Regions from separate parts of the Zea mays genome. Here region 2 is linked to region 1. The links are chromatin contacts, called in public Hi-C maps. All regions are on one chromosome and are shown on one strand. Each heading gives the region's core, a stretch centred on a gene start, on an enhancer-like site or on the middle of the called end of the contact. The rest is flanking DNA. Distances are from core to core; before and after follow the strand shown.

What was found. Hi-C and Micro-C count contacts between places; a contact is called where the count stands out from the background.
Region 2: a contact with region 1 is called in a Hi-C map of ear, with 3 times the contacts expected there. The contact joins the promoter of LOC100101537 here to the promoter of LOC100217135 in region 1. A contact is called at or near these places in 5 of 25 Hi-C or Micro-C datasets (bundle sheath, ear, endosperm and 2 more).

Annotation. Positions count from the first base shown.
Region 1 is chr2:205,203,200-205,208,801 of Zm-B73-REFERENCE-NAM-5.0, reverse strand. It overlaps LOC100217135, which reads left to right and starts at 2,840. Exons shown (of 7, transcript NM_001143503.1): 1 at 2,840-3,152; 2 at 4,124-4,221; 3 at 4,535-4,655; 4 at 4,768-5,180. The coding sequence starts at 2,962.
Region 2 is chr2:205,347,777-205,353,378 of Zm-B73-REFERENCE-NAM-5.0, reverse strand. LOC100101537 reads left to right here and starts at 3,553. Exons shown (of 3, transcript NM_001112553.2): 1 at 3,553-3,973; 2 at 4,630-4,854; 3 at 5,112-5,602. The coding sequence starts at 3,697. The coding sequence ends at 5,431.

The DNA.
Region 1 (5,602 bases), core at 1,591-4,090:
ACAGTATACGCAATGAATGTATCAAGACAGAAGAAAGATATCGATAGAGATCGGAGGAAAGCCAAAAATAGCTGCTGAAGTACAAGTCTAATCAACAGAAGCATTGAAGCACGAAGCAAAATGAAGACCAGCCAAAGAGCCATCTACCAGACGTCCAATCTGTCGCCGATCAAATAAATTTCAAACCTAACAGGACATGGGTAGATCGCATTGCTGATCTCAAAGGCAAAACCATATGCTGATCTCTAAAACATAAAGCTGATGATATAATGCTGAATTCTAAGGCATTCGACGAAGATAAAAAGATGATTTCTAAAAGCATGAGATGAAGAGCTTTGAGTGGATTATCTCCAGTAATCCACTCAAAGCTCGGGGGCTACACCCATTGGGTGCACCTCCGTTGCACCCATTGAATCATTAATCTCAGAAGACAGAATGCTGATCTCTAAAGCACGAACTGATGATGAAATGTTGATTTCTAAAGCATAAGACAAAGATGAACCAATGACTTCTAAAAGGGAGGAAATGAAGACCTTTGAGTGGATTATTTTCAGTAATCCACTCAAAGCTCGGGGGCTACACCCATTGGGGGTGCACCCAATGAATCTCCAACCTCCAAAAAACGAAGTGCTGATCTCTAAAGCATAAGCTGACCGATCAAAGCTCAGAAGCAACGACTTGACAAGCGTACTGTCAAAGCATCCACATTTTAAAATCAAAACTGCAAGCTGGACCTAGAATCTTTGGGCCGATTATTTCAAAATCAACTCAAAGATTGGGGGCTTGTGGGGGACAGATATCCTCCGGGTCCACTAGAAGGCTAGAGGACCTCGCAAAAGGCCTTGGGCCTATTGTTTTGCAAGGCCATCCCTTCGTGGGCCTAGGGAGGAGTGTCTGGCAGAGTGGATCGATGCAATACTGGATCAACTCGAGCCCGAGCGGCCCAATGAACTTAAGCATTATCCACAACAGTGATCCGATTCTCCCGCGCTATGCCCTCAGGCGTCGGAACTGAATGATGATAAGTCGGCAGAATTATAGGAAGATAAGCTCAGTCAGTTCACTATTACTTAGGCGCACGTTGTTATCATATCCGCATGTAACGCCCCACGGTCGAGTATATAAGGCCTAGGGGGCACCCCCTCAAACAACAACTCACTCCTTAGCCGTCTGCTCAGCTCTCTAGTATCCCTCATACTAGAGAACTCCTCTATAACCCACCATATAAAAGATCCACAACAGGAAGTAGGGTGTTACGCCTCTCTAAGCGGCCCAAACCTGTATAAAATTGTCCACTGTCTCTCGTGCATCTAGCACGAACCATCGAGCTACAGTCGGTAACATCGTCCTACTCCAAAAAGCACCTCGAGGGGCAACCCCGGGTGCGCGGTTGGACCCAAAACACCGACACATATGCACTGGGGGAACATTCGTCTTTCACAAGTGAGCAGGCAAGGTAGGCATGGTTCCACATGAGCTGATCCACACCTAACAAACAATTAATCAGCGGGAAGGGCCATTGACCCATATCATTACCAAATTAAACCCACATGTAGTTGCGCGCAATGCAATTGCAACAGCAGAGCAGAAGAAAGCGATACGACCAAACTCCCAGAATTGAATCAACCAACCAACAATATGAAGTGTTCTGTTAACTAAACTACAGCCATGGGTTGCAACGGTAATACTCCCCCCACAGCCTACTAAATGTAGCTACAAATAAACTCTGCATGCACTAACACTTGTACGAAGGACTAGTGCGGCCGGAGGGCTACCTCCACCTGGATCGAGGACCAAAAAAGCAAAGGACAAGATAAGCAAAACCTAACAAGCGCATGCACACAATAACTATGAGTTGTGGGGGATTGAGGACGGTCGAGGTGGGGGAAGGGTGCTCACCGTGTCGCGAGGGAAGGCTGGTGTCGAGGTGAGGCACGCACAGAGCGGCGAGGATGGACCGGGAGGTGAGGCGAGGAGCAAAGGATGCATCGTGCCGACCGCCGAGCGTCACGCGTGCAGTGCTGGGAAGGAGGGGAGAGGAATCATTTTCTGTCTTCACAAGCTAGGAATCTCTTGTGGGCTTTAGATTTGGGCTAGGAAAGTGAGTGGAATGTTGATTTCCAATTTCAAGTGCATCCAAACAGGCTTGCCATAGAATCTAATTCTAATTCAGCCCAATTCAAACCAAACAAACAGGCCCTCAGGGCTACGCCGAGAAGCCTTTAGACAACGGCACGTTCACCCCGAAGGGGAGCACACATACCGCAAAGGGGCTTACGAGCGACGCCATGACCTTTCGTCTACTATCCTCATCAAAGTGGGGGAACAAGGGGCGGTTCAATGTCAAGAAAGGGAGAGGGAGAGAAAGGGGGAGGAGAGAGCGCCAAACAGGTGAAGTTCCACAATCGGTTGAAAAAGTCGCCTTAAATACTCGCCCTAGTCCCTAGATATGCTATATGTAAAATATGATATGATTGTCCGTGTTAGATTTGTATTTATATAACAATACCAACAAGTCGTCTACAAGAACAATAATAAAAAACTAGGCTAGAAAGGCATTTAGCTTATATATATATAATCACCATCATAGGATTTTCTGTGAAGAGCCGGACCATAACAAAACCAGGAGGAGAGCCGAGCGCGTGGAAAATGATATCCGTACGAAAAGTGCACGTGCTGCCCCACACGTCAGCTTGCGTAACAGATCGGGACCCATCCTCCGCATGATATTTGCATACAACCCCTCTCCAATTTCGCACCGACCGACCGAAGCCCCCCGTCCCCCAACAACCAAAAAAAGCCCGCACGAGACGAGAGACGAGACCCAGACGTCTCGCCCTCGGCTTCTTCCTCCCCTCCCTGACCGCTGCCGCGACCTCTCGGCGAAACCCTAACCTACCTTAGACCCCGCCGCCGCCGCCGCCCAAGGGAGAGAGAGACTTGCACATCAAAGGGCGTCCGATGGGGAAGAAGAAGAAGCGCGTCGATAAGGTCTTCTGCTACTACTGCGACCGCGAGTTCGACGACGAGAAGATCCTCGTCCAGCACCAGAAGGCCAAGCACTTCAAGTGCCACGTATGCCACAAGAAGCTCTCCACCGCCTCTGGCATGGCCATACACGTCCTCCAGGTCCACAAGGAGTCCGTGACCAAGTGAGAACAGCCTCCCCGCCCCCTCTCCTGCTCTTCCCCGCCTCGATCTGCGCCTGCCTCGATCTGGCGCGACTGATTAGATAGGGGAGATAGCTCTGCTAATCCCCGCCGCCCCCATAATTGTGCTGTGCAGCTTCGTTTGAGCTATTGACACCCCCTTGTTGTTGGCGGTGTGTAGTTTAGTCGATGGATTGCACGTGCGCCTTACTGACAGTTGAATTTTGAAGGAAAAAGCCTGTTTTAACGTCTGTGCTTCCTGAAATTTCTAGAATTACGATATTAATGCTTGTCGGCTATCCCTTTTATTATGGCCTGAGAGTGAGAGGCTTTTTACCGAGAAAGGCAGAGCGTGATTCTGTAATCTGGACGATATGCTTGTGTTAGGATTCCATCATGCGCATGGTTTTCATGATCGGATTGTTGTGACTTGTGCGTATAGGGTGTTATACTCTTATGCTTTTCATTTTATCGATTAATGTCATGTTGATTCCAGCGTGTTGGTATTTACAAAGATGCTAGTGTGTTGGTACTATGGCATATATATATATATATATATATATATATATATATATATATATATATATATATATATATATATATATATATATATATATATATGGGAAAATATCCTAGAGGACATATCCTGTGCAATCACTCATTTTGGTGCAAGCGTGCAATCAAACTATCCAGAGCATCCAATCTAGATCCAACGGTTTCATATGGAAGGGGTTAAAAGTAAAATAGGTACTATGTTTTAAGTGGAAGGGGTTAAATATAAAATAACAGTCATCATTAGATCTAGATCGGATGCACCAGATCGTTTGATTGCATGCTTGCACCAGGATAAGTGATTGCATAGGATATTTGTATATCCATCAATTGCTACTCTGAGAATACTGCAGTTAAGAAAATTTTCAAGTACAACCTTTGCACTGCTACAATTTTAACCTGTTACTTATTTTTTACTACAGGGTTCCTAATGCAAAGCCTGATAGGGAGTCAACGGAGATAGAGATATTTGGAATGCAGGGAATTCCTGCGCATGTATTGGCTGCTCATTATGGAGAAGGTATGCAGATTTCTCTGCTGTAAAATGTCCCCTTGCGGTTTTGGATGACCAGAGAGTCCTGAAAACTGTGATGAATCTAGAAGGGTACCGTTTATTTTTTTCTTAGTAGCAGTTGTTTTGTTCTCCTTATCGCTAGGAAAGCACTACAAATTGTAGGTTTCTGGAGTACTCTAGCTGCATATAAGGCTCTGACAGCGAACATATAATGAAATTATGCATAAATTGAATTTAAGAACTGAAACTTGCTATTTTGTACCATTCCAGAAAGAGCGTTATAATTTCCCACTTTACCTGACATTTGTTCCACGTGCAGAGGAAGACCCTTCAACAAAGGTACCCAAAGTAGAAGTGCCTCAGGTAAGGCCTGTTATTATGCCTAATTCGCTAGGCATGGCATTTCCTCCGCGACCAGCTTATGGTGTGGCACCTCCAATGTATGTTCTCTATTTCCTCCTTCCTACTTGCACCAATTTAATGTTTGTGTTTATGTAATCATTGTGAGCAATCACTTTGGAAGTGTTCTAAATCTGTAACATTTGCTGGCAGCTATAATCCTGCACTCAATCCTTTGATGGCCCGGCCTCCAATTTGGCCTGCTGCACCAGCGCAAGCTTGGTATCCGCAACAAGCAGCATATCCACAACAATCAGCTGTTTCAGTTCCTCCCATAGTCGCTGGCCTCCCACCACAACAGCCACTATTCCCAATTCAGAATGTGCCTACTCCTATGACATCAGCAGCTGCTAATGTACTTCAAACATCGTTTCCTATGGCCCCTCCAGGAGTACCTTCACCTGTTGCCCCTCATGTTTCCCAGCCTTTGTTTCCTGTTAACACTTCAGCTGTCAATGGAGCTGTAAATTCCCCATTTTTAGCATCTGTTGCACCTGGAACCATTCCAGCAAGCTCTCCAGCAGCAGTCGGTGTTGCAGGAATTGGATATGGAACCAATAACCAAGGTATGTTGATCTTAAAGCTCTTCCTATGTCAATGCACTGCAATTTGGTATATTTTCGCGAAAGGGCCTCTAGCGTAATGGTTAAGGCTTCCGAGTAGCACCTCCAGGTTCAGGGTTCGTTCCCCCTCAGGGGCGAAATTCTGGCTTGGTTAAAAAATAACCTCGCTATGCCCCGCCTGCTCTCGGGTTACGTCCTGTGCGCCATGCTCCGGCTGGGCCGTTGCAGAGTGGGCGGTGACGGCCCGCTAGTGATGGGGGCCAGGGTTCGGGGATTTTCTCAGCCGTGACTATGTTTCGGTCTCTTAATATAATACCGGGAGGGCGGTCTTTCCCTCCCCGGCCGAGTTTTTTTTCTTAATTTGGTATATTTTCGTTTGTTGTTTGCAAACATGATGACTTGTGCACATGGGTTATTGAATTCGT
Region 2 (5,602 bases), core at 2,304-4,803, 140 kb before region 1:
GAGAGACCACCAGCAAAAGGGAGATATCGAAGTGTTTCATGTTAGCACCGAGAACCAGCTAGCCGATATCTTTACCAAGCCTCTAGATGAGAAGACCTTTTGCAGGTTGTGTAGTGAGCTAAATGTCTTAGATTCGCGGAACCTGGATTGATTTATAGCATACATGTGTTTATGCCTTTGATCATGTTCCTTATACATTTTGTTGCTTATTTACGGTGATCAAGTTGTACAAACACTCTCCGGACCTCACAAGTCCATTGCAAAGTGATGCACATATTTAGGGGGAGCTGTGTTACAACTTGACCCTTTGAGACTAACCATATGCTTGAGTTTGCTTGTTTTAGTCTCAAAGGAGGTTTGAAAGGGAAAAGGTGGACTTGGACCATGAAAGACTTCCACTGCACTCCGATGAGAGGGTAACTTATTCCAAGTTCATCTCATGTACTCTCATTGCCTTTTGTATTCTTATTGAAGATTTTGGTGAGGCAATGGGGTTCTAGGGCCAAGATTGATCCCGTTTTGGTGCTTGATGCCAAAGGGGGAGAAAATAAAAGGCCAAAGCAATAAATGGATCAGCTACCACTTGAGAGATTTGAAAATAGTAGAGTAGAGCTTTTGGTTTGTCAAAACTCTTTTATTGTCTCTTTTGTCAAAAGTTGGCTTCTTGTGGGGAGAAGTATTGATTATGGGAAAAAGGGGGAGTTTTTGAAATTCTTGATCAACCTTCTTTGGAATACCTCTCTTTATGTCTTAACATGTGTGTCTGACTTAGAGATAGAAAGTTGAGTTTGATTTGCAAAAACAAACCAAGTGGTGGCAAAGAGTGATCCATATATGTCAAATTTGAATCAAAACATTTGAGTTCTCATTTGAATTGATTTTTGTATTTGTTCTACTTGCTTTATATTGTGTTGGCATAAATCACCAAAAAGGGGGAGATTGAAAGGGAAATGTGCCCTTGGGCCATTTCTAAGTTTTTTGGTGATTTGGTGTCCAACACAAGTGCCTAAGTGTAAAATGGTGAACAAAGTACAAATCAAGGATTAAGGTATGTTTCTCAGACTTAGTACATTGTTTATGGACTAATGTATTGTGTCTAAGTGCTGGAAATAGGAAAAATCCAATTAGAAATGTCTTGGCTCGAGCAGCCAAGACTCTGCTGAGTCTGGGAGCACCGGACTGTCCGGTGGTGCACCGGACAGTGTCCGGTGCGCCAGACTGAATCGAGCGAAGTGGCCGCTCTCGGGAATTCACCGGCGACGTACGACTATAATTCACCGGACTGTCCGGTGTGCACCGGACTGTCCGGTGAGCCAACGGTCGGTCGGGCCAACGGTCGGCCGCGCGATCTGCGCGGGACACGTGGCCGAGCCAACGGCTAGAAGGGGGCACCGGACTGTCCGGTGTGCACCGGACATGTCCGGTGCGCCAACGGCTCCAAGTCAGCCAACGGTCGGCTTCGCCATTTAAGGAAGGAAATCGGGCACCGGACAGTGTCCGGTGCGCCACGCGACAGAAGGCAAGAATTGCCTTCCCTGTTTGCTCTTAACGGCTCCTAGCTGCCTTGGGGCTATAAAAGGGACCCCTAGGCGCATGGAGGAGTACACCAAGCAACCTTAGAGCATTCCTGATCATCCACACTCAGTCTTTGCGCATTCGTTTGTCATTCTCAGTGATTCGAGCTCCGTTCTAGTGAGAACTTTGAGATAGTCTTTTGAGCTCGATTCTTGGTCGTGTGTGTGCGCATTTTGCTGTGGATTTGTGTGTGTTGCTTCCCTCCCTTACTCCGTATTTCTTTGTGAATCTCAAGTGTAAGGGCGAGAGGCTCCAAGTTGTGGAGATTCCTCGCAAACGGGATATTGAAAGGCAAATTAAAACACGTGGTATTCAAGTTGGTCTTTGGACCGCTTGAGAGGGGTTGATTGCAACCCTTGTCCATTGGGACGCCACAACGTGGAGTAGGCAAGCGTTGGTCTTGGCCGAACCACGGGATAAACCATTGTGTCATCTCTGTGTTTGATCTCTTGTGGTATTGTGTTTTGTTGAGACTCCTCTCTAGCCACTTGGCGATTATTGTGCTAACACTTAACAAGTTTTTGTGGCTATAAGTTTAAGTTTCACATGATCACCTATTCACCCCCTCTCTAGGTGCTCTCAAAGGTTCTATGTGTCTGAGGGATCGTTTATGAAATTGATGGAGACAAACCAGAATTTTGTTGTGAGAGATCCAAATAGAGCACATTTATTCTATCTTCCATATAACTCTCATCAAATGGAGCATAACCTTTATGTTTCTGGCTCAAATGTCTACGTTAAAAACTACATTGACATTATCTCGGCCAAGTACCCATATTGGATTTGGACAAAAGGAGTTAATCATTTCTTTGTTGCTTGCCATGACTGGGTATATTTCTTCCTTGAATGACCATCATGTAAATTATGGATTTTTAATCAATACCTTTTTTACTGGTTTTTATCATCTTTTTTAGAAAATGTTTGATCAACCATCGAGGAGAAACATAGATTTAATTTGAAAAATAATTTATGTACTTGACATTATATCTTCTTTCAGGGGACTTACACAACAAAATTGCATGATGAATTGAATTGCACGATGAATTGCGGAAGAACACTATTAAAGCTCTCTGCAATGCAGATCTCTCTGTTTGAATTTTTATCCGTGGAAAAGATGTTTCCCTTCCGGAAACATTTCTTAGATCACCAAGAAGACCTCTAAGAGATATTGGAGGAAGACAGTTGCACAGAGGACTATCCTGATCTTCTTTGCAGGGCAGATGCGTGGTTGAGTTTGACCTGTACTTCTCAAGTATTGGGGAGACAAGGATGCTGATATGAGAATGTATAAGTAGGCTGCCACACTGTACTATATTATATAATACCATAAAGTGTGTCAAAGAAAGATGATAGTTACTATAAATAATTGATGAGTGGTTGTGTGCATATGTCGTCTCATATCTGAAGGTGATCAAATTGTTAGTGCTCGTGCATATGCTGATTGAAACTGAAACAATTGTTGGCGGTGATGATATGATGCTAAGATTTACCTAGAGATAGCTTGTTAAGATTTGCTCTTCATATAAGAATATCTCATGTAATTTGCTCTTCTCTATAATCTGTCCCTATTTCACTCTCTCTTTCATGCTTCTCCTCTTGATATACCATTAAATATAAAGACAAACAACCTTAAGAACACGAATATTTTGTTGAATACTTTGTATACACGGACATCTAAATAGTATAACAATAACGCGACTGATTGCACTAGCAAAGCAAAGGAAGCTGAAGTTCACACCCAGCACCTCCCGTCCAGAAATAGAAAACCTGTCATACCATTCCCAATTTCCCATGCCAATGCTGCAATGTACCCACCATATGCTGATAAGCCCAAAATCTAGCGGCCATACTCTGACCCACCCCCGGCGTGCGCCTAGCAATTTTGGGCTCGATCGTTTCCCGTGCCCCCGACCCGAACGCCGCCCCTGATAAAAACCACCAGTGCCCCTGCCAAGCAAACCTTTTTTCCCCTCTGCACGCTACTCTCTCCTTTCTCACTACCCCGCCCGTCAAAGCGAGAGCGCCGTATCACCGGTCTATCCATCCCTTCACCGCTGCCTCGACCCGCGCCGAAAGATACCTTTCCCCCCCTTCCTCTCGCGCCGCCGTTTTGGTGCGACCATGGCGGCGGAGGGGGAGGCCAAGAACCCGTCCGGCGGTGGCGAAGGGGGTAACCCCCAGCACCAGCAGGCAGTGCAGGCTGCGCCGGCGGAGCCGCCAACGGCACAGGGGGAAGCGGTGCAGGAGGCTGGAGCGCAGGCGACGGGACAAGAGCCGGAGGGGGAGAAGGCGAATCGAGATGGGGAGGGAAGCGCGGGGGAGAAGGACGACGGCGCGTGCAGAGATCTGGTTCTGGTTGAGGATCCGGAGGTGCTCGCCGTCGAGGACCCGGAGGAAGGTACAACGCCCGTTCTTGCAGTCTCTCTCTCTCTCCGGCCTTGGCTCTAGTAGTAGTTGCCCCTGTTGGTGCTTGTGTCTCAGCTGTCAGATGCATGGATACACTGACGTTTTTTTTCCTTCTGAACATAACAGGTGCTCATAAACAGAAAAAAAATAAAGAAAATAACTTTGCGGGCAGATGGGGAGTTTATTTTTTTGTTTCCTGCTTCGGGTTCTATTAATAACTTTGTACTCTTGCTGAGAATACATATACATGCAAAGGATCAGAGATTGGGTCCAGTTATTCCTTTTGTACTAATCTGTTAGCTCTTATAGTTACTCAAAGGGTTGAAGGCTTCAGAAAAGCATGGTTTGTTTTATTCTATAAGTCCATTATTACGATCATTTGACTTGTACTCGTGCAATAAACAGAAGGCCCTTTCTTCCTTTCACCTCTTTGTTGTTATGCTACTTTTCCCTGATACAGTGAACACGAAATTGAATCTTATTTGAAGTTATATGTGTGCAATCCTTTTTGTTCTGCCTTATTTTTTGTGCTGTCTGCGTTGAACTAAGTACTCATGCATGCATGTATGAATTGAGGATTTATGTTTATTTGGCCTGAAGTTCTTGGCTGGGCGCCTCTGAGATTTTTTTTCTCTCCCCTGGTTACAGCTGCAGCAACCGCAGCACTCCAGGAAGAAATGAAAGCGCTCGTGGCATCCGTCCCTGACGGTGCTGGGGCAGCATTCACAGCCATGCAGCTTCAGGAGCTAGAGCAGCAGTCCCGGGTTTATCAGTACATGGCTGCCCGAGTACCTGTGCCTACTCACCTCGTCTTCCCCGTATGGAAGAGTGTAACCGGTGCATCCTCTGAAGGCGCCCAGAAGTACCCTACTTGTAAGCTTCAAATCTGTCTCATCACATGTGTGCTCTTATGAAATCCTGTTAATTTTGGGTAGACTTTGCCAAGTTGTTCCATGATAGCGGTTTGTAGGCCGGTACAATGAATAAATTTACTAATCTCATCTGAAACTGCCCTTCTTCTATAGGTTTAGTTAGTTATAATTCTACCAAACCAATGTTCAGTGCAATTTGATGCGCATGTTACCAAGTGTGGAGACATTCTAACCGTTCTTGCTAACCTGATTATACAGTGTTGGGCTTAGCAACACTCTGCTTGGACTTCGGGAAGAACCCTGAACCAGAACCAGGGAGGTGCCGGCGAACGGATGGCAAAAAATGGCGATGTTGGAGAAACACTATTCCAAACGAGAAGTACTGCGAACGCCACATGCATCGCGGTCGCAAGCGTCCTGTACAGGTCGTTGAGGAAGCCGAGCCTGACTCTGCTTCAGGCTCAAAATCTGCTCCCAGCAAGGCCACCGAAGGCGCCAAGAAGGTTGACGACAAGAGCCCAGGTAGCAAGAAGCTTGCCGTGGCGGCGGCAGCTGCAGCTGCTGTGCAGTCTACGTAATTGATGCAGCATTTTAGTAGTCGCAGGAAGAGCATGGCGGCGCTGGCAACTAGCGCCTTCTTTTCATTGCATGTGATCTTTAGCTATAACCTCATTTAGCACACTCCCAGTGGTGTCCGTGGGAGGAGGAAGCCGCAAGAACTTCCCCCGTAGGGTGTCGACTGAAAAAAT